Linked DNA regions of Sus scrofa: region 1 is linked to region 2. The links are chromatin contacts, called in public promoter capture Hi-C maps. All regions are on one chromosome and are shown on one strand. Each heading gives the region's core, a stretch centred on a gene start, on an enhancer-like site or on the middle of the called end of the contact. The rest is flanking DNA. Distances are from core to core; before and after follow the strand shown. Region 1 holds the start of CDC123 (cell division cycle 123). Region 2 holds the start of FZD8 (frizzled-8).

The links. Promoter capture Hi-C pulls out the DNA fragments that hold promoters and counts their contacts.
Region 1: a contact with region 2 is called in a promoter capture Hi-C map of fetal skeletal muscle, with 16 times the contacts expected there. The contact joins the promoter of CDC123 here to the promoter of FZD8 in region 2. A contact is called at or near these places in 1 of 5 promoter capture datasets (fetal skeletal muscle) and 3 of 47 Hi-C or Micro-C datasets (embryonic fibroblasts, fibroblasts and subcutaneous adipose tissue).

Annotation. Positions count from the first base shown.
Region 1 is chr10:59,762,400-59,767,353 of Sscrofa11.1, reverse strand. CDC123 (cell division cycle 123) reads left to right here and starts at 1,733. Exons shown (of 13, transcript NM_001243823.1): 1 at 1,733-2,100. The coding sequence starts at 2,027. NUDT5 (ADP-sugar pyrophosphatase) reads right to left here and starts at 1,910. Exons shown (of 10, transcript XM_003482836.4): 1 at 1,497-1,910.
Region 2 is chr10:58,093,801-58,098,293 of Sscrofa11.1, reverse strand. It overlaps FZD8 (frizzled-8), which reads left to right and starts at 1,504. Exons shown (of 2, transcript XM_021064988.1): 1 at 1,504-2,043; 2 at 2,046-4,314. The coding sequence starts at 1,525. The coding sequence ends at 3,605. All of the region lies in intron 1 of LOC110255709 (a long non-coding RNA gene), which reads right to left.

The sequences.
Region 1 (4,954 bases), core at 484-2,983, 1.7 Mb before region 2:
CAAACACACATGAGTGACCACACCAACATGAAGCCTCAATTAGGGCTGGCAGTCCCGCACCATTCTCCCAGCATCCAGGGAATATTGCTTCTTGGTGTCTTCAGAAAACAGAAAAGTTTGTATAATCCTGGATCTCAGAAGTACTTAGGCCCGCTACCGCTGCCCCTCCCCCAACATATATTGCAACATTTCTTGATTTACCTCTGCTTTGAAAAATGTTATGTTTCAAAGCATTGCTCTCAATGAATCCACTTAGCAGCATTTTTTGAGCATAACAAAAAAACATGAAACTGCATATTCTTGGAGGAGTGGGGTAATTTCTAATGCCTAAAGGGCAGGGGATCCTGCAGATATCCGAATGAATACCTTTCTAAGGAGGCCTGAGTACAGTGGGGTTCTCACCTCTTTCTAATTTAAAACGGGTTAGAATGGGCCAGTAAGAACGTGCGTACCCAAAATGTGCGTCTTCCGGCAGGCAAAGGTGCCTGGGAGAAGCCCAAAGCAGCCTAACTCTAAGGAGCAAGACTAGGTTTAAAAGGCGTTTTTCAACATCTAGTCATTTCTCCTCTCTTCATTTACAGAAATAAATGTGACTTTTTTTAGTACCCTACTTTCTCGTCCCCATCGGATACGCCATTATGAAAGGAGTAAGGAAGAACCGACGAGAGTGTGATAAGGGCCGAAAAAGAGGGGGAAACGTATGAAATTAAAAATTCGACTAGAATTCTTTTTCCTTTTTTTTCCCGTCCTTTAGGGCCGCACCCGCGACATACGGAGGGGTTCCCAGGCTAGGGGTCTAATCCGAGCTGTAGCTTCCCGGCCTACACCACAGCCACAGCAACGCGGGATTTGAGCCGCGTCTGCGACCTACACCACAGCTCAAGGCAACTGCCGGATCCCCAACCCACTGCGCGAGGCCAGGGATCGAACCGCAGCCTCATGGTTCCCAGTCGGATTCGTTAACCACTGAGCCACGAGGAAAACTCTTAGAATTTCTTACAATCTTATGAACCCAGCATGCACGAATACGGATACAATCTGGTCGTGTTTCTGCACGCTGCTACTTTTGCGAGGCTAGAATAAATGAACTTAACGCTCAAAAGGAGACACCCCTCTCCCCCTCTGTGCTCCCAATTTTTACCTCCTCCACTACCTCCAAAGTCGAGCTCCCCAGAGCCGTAAAGACGAGATCTTTTTCCTCTCTCTCATAACCTTCCCTCCAGGGCCAAGAGGGCCGTCCCTCCCTTTGCAGATACCCAAACGCTGCAATCAAGCTAACATTTCACCGTGATGTATCCTGTTTTCTGTACTCCGAGTAGCCCAGCTCTCCCAGCCCAGCCCCTGGTTTGTCTCTTAACCTGCTCTCCCTCCGCGCCTTGCGGGACGCGAGCCGGGTCCGCAGCCGGGGAGACGCGCGTGGCTGCAGGCAAGCTCCAGGTGTGCGCCCTCCTTCCCCCCAAAGAGACACTGCGCGTGATGGGCTCGCGCCCAGTTACCTCCTCCCAGGCGTGGGGCGAAGGGATGCGTACTCCTTTAGGAACCGGGAGGAACGCAGAAAGCACGGGTCCGAGGCAGTCGTCACCGAAGATGCTGCGCTACTGGGGAGCCACAACCGCGTCTCGCGGTGCAGAGAGGATGAGCGCTCGTTCCTCGCGGCACCCGTAGCACCCCCGCCGGTGACCTATAGCCTTAGATGATTACCTTCCGGGGCAGTGCGAGGCCGGACGAGAAGTGGAGCCGCCCACTGTTTACAATCTCGGTCTCGGCGCTTCCAGAATTCCTCTTCCGGGGCCAGAACTGTGTGCATGTGTGCGCGCGCGCGCGCGTGTTTATGCGGGCACGAGTGTACACTTAAAGGACGCCCCAAGGTGCTTTCTCTCCGCTTCCTTTTCGCTCCTTCCTCTTTGCCTAATAGACCGGAAGTGTCCCTGGACCAAACCAGCTCGGCGGGCACTTCCGGGACAGGCGACGAGGGTTCCGGGAGGGTTCTGGGAGGAGAGGGAGAGGCGGCGGCGGAGGCTGGAGAATGAAGAAGGAGCATGTGCTGCACTGTCAGTTCTCCGCGTGGTATCCACTGTTCCGAAGCCTTACCATCAAGAGGTGAGACTGGAGGGTTACGTCGAGGCGATGGGCGAAAGGGGACTGCGACGTTTGAGGCGAATCCTAGCTCTACCAAAACCTGCAGGCCTGGATGGGAGCGCCAGTGCCGAGATGTCGATTTCCTAGTGGCTTTTCGGGTCGGGAGGTGAATAAAATCGATCCGTACTTGCCGTGCGTCCAGTTGTGCGCCAGAGAGTGTTCTGGGAAGGTGGAAGGGCACGTCGTGGCTCCGTGAAGGTCAGAGGCGGGCTGAGGAGCGGGTGAAGCTAGTTTAGGCTCAGAAGTTCATTATCGCTGCTTTTAGAATTGCTAGAGCAGGCAGGTGATCTGCGAACTAAGTAGTCTAGGCTTTGCCGCTGACTAGCCCGTCTGCGGTCTTCATAGCTTTTGGGCCCCGTGAAATGAGAACAGTGATACAGACCCAGCCTCCGATTCTATTATGAAGCCCCAAAATGATAGTATATATGGGAAGCTTTAGTAGGGTATACTCTGTATCTTTAGGGATGGGAGCCATCTGGAAGAGGAGTGGAACAGTATTTGTTTTCTCGTTCTTTGGCCCACACAAGGTATCCATGCCCGGTTTGCAGGGCGGAGGATTAACTGTCTCATCCTTCACTCGGTCATTCAAGGTAATGTAGGCAAGGCAGCGGGAGGGTATCCCCAGATGTCCAAAAGCAGCCCTAACATCTGGAGCAGGATGCAAGGGTAGGGTTTCCCACACTTAGACGGATAGATCACAGAACTGCATATCCGTGGGTAGGATTTTCTGTATTTTGCCTACTCTCCTTTTAGGTCTAGCTTGCCACTAATTTAGATTTTACCCGTCCCTTCCTTTTCCTTCTTAGTGCAGAGAGTGTGAATACACAGAGGGAAACTTTTGAGATCCTGAGAATTTGGGAGAGCATAAGAATTGTTTAAAAGATGGTGCTTTTCCATCCTGTTATTTGTACATAGAATCTGCTTCCAGTCATGCAGGGTATGATGGAGGTTAGAGCAGCTCCATGGAGGATAAGCTTTGCATTTGAAGATGATTGGAGCCACACAGGAACAGAAGGAGGAGCTGCCACAGCAGCAGCGGATGCTACTTCCGAACACAGAAGTTACCTTCCTCTGTGATGTGCCAATCCTTCCTTATCTTGCATAATTGAAGTAGGCTTCGGGTTGGAGTGATGCTTGAGTCTTTATTTTGTGTTGGTGTGGCAGAAGGGATATTTGCGAACCTGTCAGACCTTTTCACACTGAGTTCACGCGAAATTGCCGTCTGCTGTGGGTGCAGACACCTTTGGTCGCCCCTGGTGGAGTTTACAGCAGTAAAGTATTATGGTTAAGAATTGGACTCTGGAGTCAGGGCCATCTGTCTGGCTTTGAATTTTGGTTCCACCAGCATCTTGAGCAAATTGCTTAATCTCCTTAAGCCCCATCTGGAAAATTGAGACAATAATAGGATTGACATAGGAGTTAAATGAGATAAAGCATTAAAAATGCTTTTGCCACAGTTGCTGGCATATAGTAAACATACAAAACAGTGCTTATGGTTAATGTTTTGGATTTAATCAAAGCTCCACCGAAGCAAAGTGATTTTAGGTCACTGAAATTGTGTACCATTCACATGAAGCTGGGAGTGAAAGATAAAACAAGGGTGGGGCTTTCCTACCAGCCCACAACTAAGCTGTGTTGCCTAAAAGTGTTCTTGACTCAGCCTTTGAAGTATAACTCTAGTCTGTTTAGTTCTGTGGTGACAGCCCTGGGACCCAACATATGGCAGGATATCGTACCCTTGACCGCGGTCCTTTCGGTGAGGTGGTGTGTGATTTGTCATTGCCACTCGGCTTTAATGCCGAGAGACCCTATTCTGGTTATTGACTCAGCCTTGTTTTTTTGGTGTTTCTCCATCACGGTTCAGAGATGATTCGGCAGATAGGAATACAGAATCATTGAGTTCTGGAACTTGGACTCAGGCTTAAGAGTAAGTAGCTAGATGACTGAGCCATCTCATCTATCTTTCTAAGTGTTTCTTTCCTCAGAAATGATTTGTCCTGAAATCTTTTCCATCTGTCCATGGGGCCTCGTGGATTCTCACCTGCATAGTGGGTTTTAGTGATGGATTGAGGCTCTTTGCTGGCAGCCTCCCTAGCTTCGGGCAAAGCATGCCTGGCTGTGATTTGTTGATGGCCTAAATCTCTCAGGCACGATCTCTTTTCCTTCTCACTTTCGGCAGCATTTGGTACATCTGTACTGGGCTCAGCACTTAAATTGTATGGTGACTTTTTCTTTAGTTTCTTTTCCCGCTCATAGGGGTTGAGTTCTTGATAGAGTCAGCTTGGTATCCTCCAGACTTCTGTCACGTAAAGCATGGTCACGTCATGAGGGCAGCTTTAGAACCATGACTGTGGGACTCAGAAGAGCTGTGCAGAAACTAACTCGGTGTCAGCTCCAACCTGTAAGAGGTGTAGCCCCTCCAAATGGGAAGAATACGCAGAGAATTCAGAATGAAATCAGACGGTAAAAAGATGTTTTGACTCCAGTCGAGGGATGATGCAGCCTGGAGGGAAAGCCCAGACGCAGAGTCGACTTGAGAATTGGTGTAACTCAGAAACAAGGGACACCGGCTCTGAAATCATTGACGTTATGGACATAGCAGATGGCTCTCCCTGCTGTCACTGGGGTCAGGAATGTCACCCTGAATGTGTAGGAACCAGCATTTCTGTCTCAGGGCCCTGAGAAGATAAACTTCACATGCTCTTGGGAAGGTCATCTTTGATTCTCTTGGGATGACGTTGTTGGGTAATAAGTGTCCTTAACCCCAGGAAGAACTAGAATTAAATATAGACGTGATGAAATAATTCAAACCTGA
Region 2 (4,493 bases), core at 255-2,754:
CTTTCTTTTTCTTTCTTGTTCTTTTTTAAAGAAGAAAGGGATTTATGGTTCATGAAAGTGCACTGGATCTGGATGCTGTCTCTATTTTATCTCACCCAATTAGCAGAATCCCCTTTGAGATCTGTACTGTGACTCCACACTGCAAGTAAGGAAACTGAGGCTTCCCCCACGACACTGAGCGGGAAGTCCCCGGTCCAGCCCCCACCAGCCAGAATCAACTGCAGCGGTTCCATTCCACCTATATTCTCATCGTCCTGAGAACCCCAAGAAAGGCATCCCTTTCTCGGTCCCCCGCAACGCCCCCGCTCACTGGCCGGCTGGGGGAGTGGGGGGTGGTCCCGCTGCCAGGAGGTCGCCCACATTTGGGGGACGGAGAAAGCAGGGGCTTGACTAGTTCGAAACGGGCCTCCGAGGTCGCGCTTGCATAAAGGCTCGTCCCCAGTCCCTAAGCGCAGACTCGGGGAAATGGAACCCCGACTTCGACACATCGAGCACGATGGGGACCGTGGTGGCAAAGCGTCAGTGTCTGCGGTCAATCCCAAGGTTACCCAAACTCTGGCCGCAGACGGCGTGCACGGCGGCGCGAACAGCCGGGCCCGCCCCAGGAAGGCTGGGCCTGGGGAGCGCGCAGACTCCGCCCCGCGCCCGGGATTGGCGCGCGGGTCGCGGGCGGAGACCGAGTCCGCCCCGTATAAATATTCATGAGCCGGCCCGGGCGCAGCGGGGCCGGAGCGGGAAGTTGGCGAGGGGCGCTGCTCCCGCCGAGGAGGAGGAGGAGGCGGAGGTGGCGGCGGCGGCGGAGGCGGCGGCAGCGGCAACAGTGGGGCGCGGGCGCGCCGCTCAGGTGTCCGCTCCGCCTTCCGGCCTGGATTTGGCTCCGGGTGTCCAGCGAGAAGAGGACCGCCGACACCTCGCCCGACTGCTGGCCGGAGCGCGGCGCGGACTTCCACCGGAGGCGGGGCCCGTCATCCCGGCAGCGGACAGACGGACCGAAGCAGGGGACAGAGGGCGGCGGCTTCGGCGGAGGCGGGCTCCGAACCCCGGCGGCAGCCGCGCGGCCTTGGGGTCAAGCATGAGCCCCGGGACGCCGAAAAGGGGCCGCAGGGGCTGACCCAGCGCGGAGCGGCCTGGCCCAGCCATCTTGACTGCGCACCGCGGCCCGAGAGGAAACTTGCTGCGCCGCCGCCCTCGGTACCCGGCAAAGTCACCGGAGTGCGGAGAAAGCGAGCAAGGGAGAGACGATGAGCTGGGGGCCGGTCACTCTGCCCCGCAAGGGCTGACCCTGGCCGGAGTGAGCGGGGTGGACCCGCGGACCCGGGCGCCCTCCGGCAGCCACCCTCCTCTCCCGCAGCGCCGTGCGGACGCGTCCCGAGAAGGGACTAGGTTATCGGGAGAGCCCCTCCTGGGAGAGGCAGGAGAAAGCCCGGCCGGGCACCCGCTCTCCTCTCCCGCGCTCTCGAAGGATCCCCGGCGCCCCTCCGCGCGCCACCCGGAGGGCGAGGGCGCGGGGCCGAGGCGCGCAGCATGGAGTGGGGTTACCTGTTGGAAGTGACCTCGTTGCTGGCCGCCCTGGCGTTGCTGCAGCGCTCGAGCGGCGCGGCGGCCGCCTCGGCCAAGGAGCTGGCGTGCCAGGAGATCACCGTGCCGCTGTGCAAGGGCATCGGCTACAACTACACCTACATGCCCAACCAGTTCAACCACGACACGCAGGACGAGGCGGGCCTGGAGGTGCACCAATTCTGGCCGCTGGTGGAGATCCAGTGCTCGCCCGACCTCAAGTTCTTCCTGTGCAGCATGTACACACCCATCTGTCTGGAGGACTACAAGAAGCCCCTGCCTCCCTGCCGCTCGGTGTGCGAGCGCGCCAAGGCCGGCTGCGCGCCCCTCATGCGCCAGTACGGCTTCGCCTGGCCTGACCGCATGCGCTGCGACCGGCTGCCCGAGCAGGGCAACCCCGACACGCTGTGCATGGACTACAACCGCACCGACCTCACCACGGCCGCGCCCAGCCCACCGCGCCGCCCGCCGCCGCCGCCGCCGCCGCCCGAGAGCAGCCGCCCTCCGGCAGCGGCCACGGCCGCCCGCCGGGGGCCCGGCCCCCGTCCCGCGGCAGGGGCGGCGGCGGGGACGCGGCTGCGCCCCCCGCGCGCGGCGGCGGCGGCGGCGGCGGCGGTGGTGGCGGCGGGAAGGCGCGGCCCCCTGGCGGCGGCGCGGCGCCCTGCGAGCCGGGCTGCCAATGCCGCGCTCCCATGGTGAGCGTGTCCAGCGAGCGGCACCCTCTCTACAACCGCGTCAAGACCGGCCAGATCGCCAACTGCGCGCTGCCCTGCCACAACCCGTTCTTCAGCCAGGACGAGCGCGCCTTCACCGTCTTCTGGATCGGCCTGTGGTCGGTGCTCTGCTTCGTGTCCACTTTCGCCACCGTCTCCACCTTCCTCATAGACATGGAGCGCTTCAAGTACCCGGAGCGGCCCATCATCTTCCTCTCGGCCTGCTACCTCTTCGTGTCCGTCGGCTACCTGGTGCGCCTGGTGGCGGGCCACGAGAAGGTGGCGTGCAGCGGCGGTGCGGGGGCTGCGGGCGGCGCGGGCGGCGCGGGCAGCGCGGCGGCGGGAGCCGGCGCGGCGGGAGCGGGCGCGGGCGGCCCGGGAGGGCGCGGCGAGTACGAGGAGCTGGGCGCCGTGGAGCAGCACGTGCGCTATGAGACCACGGGCCCGGCGCTGTGCACCGTGGTCTTCCTGCTCGTCTACTTCTTCGGCATGGCCAGCTCCATCTGGTGGGTGATCCTGTCGCTCACGTGGTTCCTGGCGGCGGGCATGAAGTGGGGCAACGAGGCCATCGCCGGCTACTCGCAGTACTTCCACCTGGCCGCCTGGCTCGTGCCCAGCGTCAAGTCTATCGCCGTGCTGGCGCTCAGCTCGGTGGACGGCGATCCGGTGGCGGGCATCTGCTACGTGGGCAACCAGAGCCTGGACAACCTGCGCGGCTTCGTGCTGGCGCCGCTGGTCATCTACCTCTTCATCGGCACCATGTTCCTGCTGGCCGGCTTCGTGTCGCTCTTCCGCATCCGCTCGGTCATCAAGCAGCAGGGAGGCCCCACCAAGACGCACAAACTGGAGAAGCTCATGATCCGCCTGGGCCTCTTCACCGTGCTCTACACCGTGCCCGCCGCTGTCGTGGTCGCCTGTCTCTTCTACGAACAGCACAACCGCCCGCGCTGGGAGGCCACGCACAACTGCCCATGCCTGCGGGACCTGCAGCCGGACCAGGCGCGCCGGCCCGACTACGCCGTCTTCATGCTCAAGTACTTCATGTGCCTGGTGGTGGGCATCACCTCGGGCGTGTGGGTCTGGTCCGGCAAGACGCTCGAGTCGTGGCGCGCGCTGTGCACCCGCTGCTGCTGGGCCAGCAAGGGCGCGGGCGCCACGGGCGCGGGCCCGGGGGGCGGCGGCCCGGGGGGCGGTGGCCCGGGGGCTGGCGGGGGCGGGGGGCCGGGCGGCGGGGCGGGCTCCCTCTACAGCGACGTCAGCACCGGCCTGACGTGGCGATCTGGCACGGCTAGCTCCGTGTCTTATCCAAAGCAGATGCCATTGTCCCAGGTCTGAGCAGAGGGGAGGGGGCGCCCGGAGGGATGGGGCGAGGACACTCGACGGCAGAGGTTCCCACCCTATCACCGTGTTGATTGCTATTAGCATGATAATGAACTCTTAATGGTATCCATTAGCTGGGACTTAGAGGACTCTCTTAGAACAAAGTACCTGGCATTGAAGGCTCCCAGACCCAGCCCCCTTTCCTCCACCGACGGGCGAGGAGTTCCTCCCGCCAGCCGTTAATTTCTGTTGGCACAGGAGGGTGAACTCCGCTGCTGCGTTTCCAGGACCCAAAGTTTGGAGCCCTCGCTGGTTGCCATTTGCTGAGCTTGAAGCCAGACCTACAGATTTCACCTGAGGGGACCTAGTTTTCTCCCTCGTCTCTGCTACGTAAACTCCTACTTCTAACACGCCCTAGAGGAGGGATGACCACCGCCTAACGGGATTGCACGGTTTGGGTATTCTTAATGACCAGGCAGATGCCTTAAGTAAACAAACAAGAAATGTCTTAATTATACACCCCAAGTAAATACGGGTTTCTTACCTTAGAGGATGTATTTATATAATTATTTGTTAAATTGTAAAAAACGTGTAAAATATGTACATATCCAAAGATATACAGTCTGTACATTTTTTGTAAAAAGTTTAGAGGCCACCCCTGTAAGAACAAATATAAGTATTCTATTTTGTCAATAAAATGACTTTTGATAAATGATTTAAACACTGCCCTCTCCCCCCTGCCTCTTCTAAACTGTCACCCCGAAAGCACTTGCTGAGGGCGCCTGGGAAACACAGACATTTTCTGGTTTCTCCTTATGTACCCTGACCTCAGGCATGGCGACAAATGACCTGTTAAACGCTTCCTTCCTAAATTGTTAGCAAAGTCCTCATCGCTGTTGAACT